Regions from separate parts of the Mus musculus genome. Here region 1 is linked to region 2. A link is a contact called in public HiChIP or PLAC-seq data. All regions are on one chromosome and are shown on one strand. Each heading gives the region's core, a stretch centred on a gene start, on an enhancer-like site or on the middle of the called end of the contact. The rest is flanking DNA. Distances are from core to core; before and after follow the strand shown.

What was found. HiChIP or PLAC-seq counts read pairs in DNA pulled down with a chosen protein or histone mark.
Region 1: a contact with region 2 is called in an H3K27ac HiChIP or PLAC-seq map of heart atrium, with 4 times the contacts expected there. The contact joins two enhancer-like sites. A contact is called at or near these places in 2 of 484 Hi-C or Micro-C datasets (embryonic stem cells and nephron progenitors) and 3 of 115 datasets of contacts at active chromatin or transcription factors (embryonic stem cells and heart atrium).

The regions. Positions count from the first base shown.
Region 1 is chr9:119,631,008-119,635,712 of GRCm38.p6, forward strand. It overlaps Scn10a (sodium channel, voltage-gated, type X, alpha), which reads right to left. Exons shown (of 28, transcript NM_009134.3): 17 at 4,436-4,705; 18 at 2,734-2,871; 19 at 448-571. Among named protein-coding and RNA genes, the nearest start is that of Scn5a, 71 kb to the left of the region's middle. Within about 2 kb of position 1,949, at least 40 of the 459 cell types and tissues checked have an H3K27ac peak or open chromatin away from gene starts, as enhancers often do. A contact at or near this core is called in heart atrium, where this site is marked.
Region 2 is chr9:119,495,520-119,499,788 of GRCm38.p6, forward strand. Scn5a (sodium channel, voltage-gated, type V, alpha) reads right to left here. Exons shown (of 27, transcript NM_001253860.1): 21 at 2,562-2,684; 22 at 1-269. Among named protein-coding and RNA genes, the nearest start is that of Exog, 53 kb to the left of the region's middle. Within about 2 kb of position 2,237, at least 9 of the 459 cell types and tissues checked have an H3K27ac peak or open chromatin away from gene starts, as enhancers often do. A contact at or near this core is called in heart atrium, where this site is marked.

The sequences.
Region 1 (4,705 bases), core at 699-3,198, 140 kb after region 2:
AGTATTTGTCTATTCATCCATCCTACAAGTGTCTATGGAGAACGTAACGTGCCTCACTCTTGTAAATACTAAAGGGGAAAGTAGATCCGTATGACCCACTTTATGCAATGTCACCAAAGATTTAAGGGAGCAGACACCCATGACCCTTCTGGGGGTCCTTCACGGCCCCAACCAGTCCACAATGACACCAGTATAGTATCATTTCCCCCTCTCACACTCAAGAGGACTGGTTTATACTTTCCCGAAGCGTTTGGGGGCGGGGGGGGGGGGAACGGACGGACGGACGACAATGTGCTCTGACACAGATGTCCCAACTGGTGTGAGCCTGTTTGGTTGGTTCCTGTAGATGCCAGGTCATGGTTCTGGACACAGAGGTGCTTAGGTAAGTGTTGGGCAGGATGCTGACTCTGGATAACATGAGCACAAGGAGGCCCGTGACTCTCATACCTTCTGGGAAACAGTCATCGGGCTCGTCCAGCTCCTCCGCCAGCTCAGGGATCTTCCTCAGGATCTCCTCTGGGTCCGGGCAGTCCACCGTGCTGCCCTCGGAGGAGCTTGTGTCATCCACTCCCTGCAGGGCAGAGGCTGGGGCAGTGAACCTGGCTCTTTGAAGAATCTGGCACAACTGTACATGGTCACTGCCTATCTGGTGGGGCTGGTATCCCTATAGGGCTCAGGCCCTGCTGTCTGCTGCTTTGGCATCCTCGTGTGTTTGGGTCTCAACACCTAAGGCCAGGACACAGATGCTCCCCGTGGAGCCCTGTGGCTTGGCCGAGCCAGGATGTAAACCTCCGGGCCATGATGGAGAGCTGGCAATGGCCCGAGACACCATAATTACATCCATAAAGATGCTCAGCTTTCAATGCACTTGAATATTTAATCAGGGAGCGGTGTTGTGGGGCCCTGCCGTCCTCCCAGCAGCGCTGGCCTGTAATGTCTCCAGACGAATTCAATTAGGAGCCAGAGTTAGTGAACCTGATCGCTTGGCTAATGGAGCCAAATGGTAGGGAGGAACCCCATCTGTCACCGACAGGCCCCTCCCTGCCTGGCCAGGGTCATGGCCAAGAAAACAAAAACAAAATTAAAACCCATGCTCAGAAGTTACGTACTGAAAGCAGGGAGTAGGGAAGGCTAGTCAGGGGGTCCATTGAACAACTTAGAAGGGACGGGATGCCCACATTTGGAATGTCACATCCCCCACCCAAACTGCATCTCCGTCCACTCTGTTATCTTAGTTTGCTGCGGTCAGCCTTGCCTGGGCTCAAAGCCAGGAGCTGACATTCCTCACACTGAAGGGCTTGATAAGTCGTGTGCGTGGGTGAACTGTGTTCATCTTATCTTGGCCAAGTCCAGTGGCTGTCACACAGCTGCACTTGGGGCCGAGGTGTCAAGTTAAAGCCTTGAGTTTCTTACAGTGGCAGTGAAAGTATCTGGAGCTCGTTTGTGTGTGTGCACATCATGTGTGCATCACGTGTGGGAGTGATTGTGTGAGAGTGCATGCGTGCACACACATACACACACATACACACACACACACACACACACACACACACACACACACACACACACACTCACACGTGTGGGTGAATGCCTGAGGCTAGAGTTAGATGTCTTCCTTAGTCACTCTCCACAAAAGCCAGGGTCTCCCACTGAATGTGGAGTACGGACTTGGCTAGAATGACTGGCCACTGGATCCCCTTGTCTGCCCCCCTCCCCACAGCACTGAGATCATAGGGGTGCACTACCAAGCCTAGCCTTTTTACTTGGGTACTAGGGATACAAAGTCAGGTCCTTGTGTGCTGCCACCAAGCACTTTACCGACTGAACCACCTTCCTTGCCCCAAGGCGCTGACTCTTTGTAGCAGGCATCTCTTTGCAGAGAGACTCTCCCCCAGGGTTTGTAAGTGACACCACGGTTTATTTTTACCTCCCCAGCATCCTGCAGCTGAGTGTTCTCCCGGCTCGGGTTTTGTGAGGCTGTCAGTTCGCTGTGCACCTGTAGACAGCCTCCCTCCACCCCAGGCTGCTTTTGGCGAGAGAGAATGATGTGGACAAAAGGCGGAGGGGGGCATCCCCGGGAAGACTCCCCCGCCCAGGGAACACCTCCGACTCTCACTGTTGTCTCTGGAAGATTACCTGACTCTCTTTGTTCACGGTCTTTTGTCCTCTCTTTCTTGGCTGTCATTTTCTGGGCACTTACTCCATTTCAGGCAGGAACTGAACATTTGACAAGCAGCTTCTCATCTAGGCTTCCAAATAACCTTGCCAAATAGGCACTGCACACATCCTGCATGGGCACGCTACACGGTTCTATATAGGCACTGCCACAGAGTTCTATGTAGGCATCCCACACCAGTCCTATATAGGCACTGCTACAGAGTTCTATATAGGTACTGCACACAGTTCTATAGAGGTACTGTATATATTTCTATACAGGTACTGCACACAGTTCTATAGAGGCACTGCTACTCAGTCCTATAGATGAAGACATACAGGCTTAGAGAGTAGAAGGTGGCTCAGGTCCTATAGCCTGGGGGACCCACACTCTCTTCCCATCCTCACAACTAGGAAGGGGTGAGTTTCACCAATGTAGCATTGTGTGAGTCACCAGAGGTTGGCAGATGGTCCTGCAGTGGGGTGCAGCCTTGTCCAGTCCCCATCCTCCTATAGTACCAACCCTGCTGACAGCATCCGTCCAGCTGTTGGACCTCTCTAGTAAGCTCACATACCTACCTCGGCAGGGACCCGAGGGCTCTCCTCCCTCTGCCATCTCTCCCCCAGGTATGGAGCCAGGTCCTCAGAGGACATCCCGGAGGGTGGGCTTCGGGCTGCCTGGTGATCTTCACACTTTTGGACTTGCTGCAGCAGCTCCTGCTGATGAGAGAGGGCCCGTCTGGGAAATTGAGTCAACTTCATCACTTCTGAATCAGAAGAGCTAAGCTCTTCACATGTGCATCTTATGTGCATAGGTACCTAAGTGTGAATTAAGCTTGGGGGGTATAGGTCTGTATACAGCTCCTGGCTCCATTTGCAGGTACACGACCTTAGGAAATTTATCTAATCTCTCTCATCTTTTTAGCTCTATCTGCAAAATCAGGAAGGTAAGGTTTACTTCACGTTGTTCTTCTGATCACTAAATATATGGATGCTTATATAATACACTGCGGGAGGTTTGGCTCCACAGATGGTAGCCATGGCCATCAGAACCTTGCCAGAAGTCAAACTGGTCATGGACTAAGGTCATTTGAGCACTCATACCCCAAGGACCTCAAAGTAGCCGAACATGGCCCTGAGCTGCGGACAGCTATCACAGAGTTCGTGTTCTTTACTCCCGGGAGGTGACACTCTGGCCTCGGCTGCCACTCAGACAAAGGAATCTCGAAAATGATAGTTGATAGCAGCAGCTGTTAGCGTACAAATGACAGCTGTAGGGGATGAAGGCAGTCAGGAGAGCTGTGGGTGCAGGGCATAGCTTTACAGCCTGGCCAGCAGCCCTGAGTGTCCCTAGGGACTGCCCTGGATCCCTGAACCTGGCATTGAGCACAATGGATGCCCTGAGTCACCAAGGTTCGTGAGGGCTGATGTACCAGCTTAAAGCACTAGGAACCCGTGCAAGGTATCGAGAAAGACTCGTTATCAGAAGGCTCCAGGGTGCCTTCAGTTCTGTGGTTCTGAAGTGACTGTCATTTCCTTCTGAGGTCTCTTCTCTGGAAATAAAAGGCCTGTAAAGATGTCAGGGAATGACCAGGATTTTTCCTGTTCTGACAGAGATAAGGTGAGCCTGCTTTCTGGTGGCCTCTTGGTACTGCAAGCCTGCCCTTAGCTGCTCCTGTAAGAGTCTGGGCCGCAGCTCGCTTGCTGCCCCTGTGTCAAGGAGCGTGTAAGGGCAAGTACCCTGGAGTGGTCTGCGGCTTACTTGCCGCCCCATCCCCACTTGCCTCCTCAGGAGGCTGACCCTTTCCTCTAGGCTTTGCTGAGGTGGGTGCCTACCCTGGAATGCTGGGTGTGGCTTCAGCTTCTATTCAGGCTGGTTGCCTAAGCCTGGTTTGCCAGGAGCTCACAGCTCTGACACTCTGGTGTTGGAAAACCTCTCTGATGGCTAACCTACTTGGTCACATTTAGAATCCCCATGGAAACACACCTGTGTCCTGTACTGACTAATGAGCATCAGAATTCATCTGTCTCTGTTCCCTGACTGGGGCCCAGTGTGTCTATGTTGTCCTCACCGTGAGGGACCTGATAGGTCTTCAAACCATGAGCCAAGCAAGTCCTTCCCTCTCTGAGTTGCTTCTATAAGGTATGCAGTCACGTCAGTGAGAAACGTAACGAACGCAGCCTCCTAGACAGAAGTTCTCTCTTCTGCCTTAGAGCCACTCTCTGCCCAACAGCCCCTCCACCTTCCTGTGGCCATCTGTCCTCTGAAGAGACTTCTCACCTGCCCTTTGGGGCTCTCTTCCTGCCAGGAGCTCTGAGAAGCATGCTCCACATCTTCCTCGAGCTCATCAAGGTCGGACTCCCCCTCAGCAATGGGCACAGAGACCCACACGTTAGGATCAGTGATGAAGTCCCCGTGGTTCTCCTTGGGGCCACCAAGAGCTGGCTTTGCCAGGTTCCCCACTGCAGCATTGACAGCATCAGTAGCAATGTGGTTCTCAGCTTTGCAGCTGGTGAGTGGGGGTTTCATCCCCAGCTGGGTCTCCACCTT
Region 2 (4,269 bases), core at 987-3,486:
GCCAGGTACCCAGCCCCCACGTTGTCAAAGTTGACTTTCACCTTGGTCCAGTACAACTCTCCAGTCACGTTGAAGGACTCACACTCGCTCTTGTTGTTCACAATGGTGTAGTTCAGAGGCAGGTCCCCTTCGGTCTGGTTGATGCACCTACCGAACTTCCCGGCGAAGAGGTTCACGCCCATGATGCTGAAGATGAGCCAGAAGATGAGGCAGACGAGGAGGACATTCATGATGGAGGGGATGGCGCCCACCAGCGCGTTGACCACCACCTGTGTGTGGGCAGAAGGAGACTTAGTTCTTGAGGCTGCCAAGAACATATGCCCTTTTCAAGACTTCGACCCCACTGCGTGGTGGCCACAGGTGGCTGTGGGGGTGCAGGTGGGGTGAGGATCTTCCAGTCATGAAGGCTAGAGCTCTGGTATCAAGTGAGGGAGTCAGAGAAAATCAAGAGGCCTTTTTTATCCTCTCCCTAAACGCTGAGGTAACTCCAGAACGCACCAACCTTCCCCCTTCCAGGCCCCCAATTTTCATAAAAATGGGGTCTCTACTTGCTAGTCAAAGCTGCCAGGATTGTCCTCGCATTGGGGTAGGGCAGGCTTAGACACAACCGAAGGCTTTAGGCCCTGTGTCAGTCCTGCACGTCCTGAATTCTCTGTGCCAAACTTCTGGTTTATTTCAGGGTGGCTGTGACAGGGAGAGGATGGTTCCCCTGAGGTATATCCAGGAAACCCATGCGCTGTGTCTGCAGGCTGTGGCTCCTGAGCCTCCATACGGTGGCTTCCTGACAGATACATCTGGGGAACTCCGGTCCAAGCATGGTCCAAGCCTGGCTGTCTATCACACAGATGGGGCTGAAGCTGGGCGGATTCTGTTATGGCACAGAGGGTCCGCTGCTGAGATGGGGGGATGACGTTCTGAAGCAGACAGCACAGCCCTGGAATTGGTGGGAAACCGTGCTCCCGAGTGCTCCCCAGGGCATCGAGCTTTCTGTGTAGTTTGCCCTTGGCTGGCACTGAAGCCAGCAGCCACATCAGAGGCATTCCTGGCACCTGGCATCAGTGTGTCCCTCTGGAATCAAGTGTCCTTGGCTCCCAAAGAGACGTTTAACTCTGGTCCCATCACTCCCTTGTGGGTGGGAGTTCCTGCCAGGACTAAGTCTAATTGGTGGTGCAGGTAAGGTTCAAAGCCATCACACAGATGATGGGCTGTGTGACGGTACTTGCTGCGGCAGTAGGACATTGTTTCGTGAGGCTGTGAAGAACTGGGTATGTTAAAGGACACACACGCGTGCCCACACACACACACACACACACACACACACCCCACCCCTTCTTTCTTAGTGACTGTCATAGTTAATTCCTTTTCAGTGCTCAGGGCCTTACCCACTGAGGCAAACGCTGGGCTAGAGACCCACATTCTCCAGCCCTCGGGACTGTTTTTCTTGAGGGCTTTAAAATCTGTCTCATAAAAATGGATGGAACTGGAAGAGATGAAGCGAGGTAACCCAGGCTCAGACAGACAGCCGCTGTTTGTTCCCCTCATATGTGAATCCAACTCCCAATCTTTATATATGTACATCTATGTGGGAGTGAGTGTGGGCGGACCTGGAAAGGGGCCATGGAGTGGGGGATGGGAAGACTCTTTAAGGGAAAGGCATGGGGAGGGTAACAGACAAACAGGATACAAAACCGGGAAGGGGACAAGAAGGGCCGGGGGCAGGGAGATGGGATGTGGGGGAACCAATGGGAGCTAAGTATATATAAAAATGTCATGAAGAAATCTGTTACTCTGCATGCTAACTAAAATTATTATTTTAAAAAAGAAATAGGGTTGCAGAGACAACCCAGCTTGTAACAGCCCGAGAGCAGGAGTCTGGTTCCCTAAACCCAGGGTGGAAGGACAAAACCAATTCCTAAAAGTTGTCTTCTGATCTCCAAATGCATCCAGTGGCACATAGGGCCCCTGTGCTCACAACACACACACACACACACACACACACACACACACACACACAAAACACATTTTTAAAAAGATATGAAAATTTGCCTTATATGCCCACATTCTTTGGTAAAATGTGGTAACACCCCCAAATGTCTATGGGAGCAAACAGGCATTTGCTAAGCCATGAGCTTACACTTGGCAAACTGTCACCTGCAGGGGAGAGCACAGCCCGCTCCACAACACCTTCCTTGGCTCCCGCTACACTGCCCTTCACCATCACATAAGGACATGGGAAAGGCAGTCTGTGACTGCCAGGAAGTGCGGGACTTCAGGCCAGCCTGCAGAGCAGCACACAGGGTCCTGGGTCCCTGTGGCAGAGCAGAGGCAGAGAGAGGGCCATGGTGCCAACGGGCCTGAGTGTCAGCAAGACCGTGCTCCAGTGAGTTCTCACCTCCTCCCCGATGGCGGGGGTTTGAAGAACCTTTCCTGGAGATTCTAGACTACACTCCTTCAAAGTCAGTGAGGAGACCACATAGCTTCAGGCCAGGCCTCTTGTTCCAGCAGCCGGGCACTCATCCCCACCCTCCCCCACCTGCTGGGTTGGCAGAGGCTCCACTCACCCTCATGCCCTCGAATCGTGACAAAGCCCTCAGGGGTCGAAGTGCACGCAGTGTCCTCAGGGACTTGATGGGACCCATCTCGGCAAAGCCTAAGGTGTTGGCCACGAGGCTGACCAGTGAGACCTACGGAGAGGGGTAAGGGTGGAAAGGCAGGGAGAGCTCCAGAAACAGGCAGTAGGCAGGCTCTCGGTTCATCCAGACGGGCTGGCCACTTTTCCTTTACTGGTCCGTGAACTGCTAGGCTACGCTTCCCGGAGCCTTGAAGGCCCTCTAGAGAGCCCGCTACATGTGTGTCACAACCACTAACCCCATGACCTAAGATGTGTCACTTCTGTTCTACCCCGCATGGCTGAGCAGAGACAAAGCCTGGGCTTCTATATCCGACCTTCCTTCCAGTTGTTGGTCCCCACTCTCCCTGAAACGTCTACCCTGGAGAAGCATATAAGCACCAGAGGCTCATGGGACACTGCCCTTAAGTTGAACTTTGTACCATTAACATCTTCTAAGGACCTAGGCAGGGTGGGTGACACTGGAGGACTCTCTGCTCTCTGTTCCCCACATCCCGCCCTCAGCACTCCCCTTCTGTGGACCTCATCGTGCCAAAGGTCCAAGAGCTAAGGCCTATACTTCTCTACCCTCTCGTGATCACAGAGTGGAAAAGGTCTCTTTCCTGGACCTCTGGCCCTTTATTACCCTGGTGCTGTGGGCGGGAGGGCTGTGGAGAGGAAGCACTAGGTGGACAGCTCAGCTTCCAGGGTGCTTCCCCCACTCCTGGAAGATGCTGGAAGGCAGAGTGACATGTCAGGGCCCACCTCCCCGAGGGTGGAGCAAGTCTTCGTGGGTCTGCCTGTCGCTCCTTAGCCACCTTTGACATCTCCTTCTAGCAGACACTTCTACGTCTGGACTCTGGATTCCCCCATCTCAGAGGAGGGTCACCCCATCCTTCCAGCTGTTCTGGCTGCAGTTTCGAAACTGTCCCCACCTGCTTTGAGGTCACGCCTGACCCATCAGGATATCCTGTTGGCCCTGCCTTCAATGCAGCTGTCTGTGGAGATTCCTCACTGCCTTAGGCCAGGCTCACCTCCCCCTGGCTTACAGCCTCCTCACCCTGTTCCAGAGTCCAGCCGCACTTCTCCCTTGCCTACAGAGTATGGGGCCCTTTAAGAGCAGAAGCCAGTGTGTGGTGTCCTTCCACTTAAAGCCCTCAGATGCCTCTCTCTATCTTTCCTTCAGTGGTGCTGGGGACTGAACCCAGGGCCTCACACATGCTAAGCCGACACTCTGCCACCGAGCTACATCCCAAGTCTTCCCTTTCCTTTTTGATTTTGAAGCAGGGTCTCACTAAGTTACCCACCTGGCCTTGAACTTGCAATCCCCCTGCCTCAGCTTGAGTATGTGTGATATAGGCCTGACGATCCTCCCTTTTCAACCGAAATAGAAGTCCATGTTTTTGCAAAGGCCTTGTGAGCCTTTTCTTCCTCCTGTTCCCCCACCCCCACCCCCACCCAGCCACTCTGGGGTGGCTTCTCAGATGTGTCAGGCATAGTGCTTTGGAAGGTTCTGATAAACCCCTAGGAGTCAACCCTCAGATCTGCCCCAAGCAGCTCAGCAGCCCACTCTAGCTAGGTTATTTGAAGTGTGCCTTGCATCACCTCTCTACCCTGTGCCCTGGGTTCTAGACTTCTAATAGCTGGCCTTCCTTGGGTTC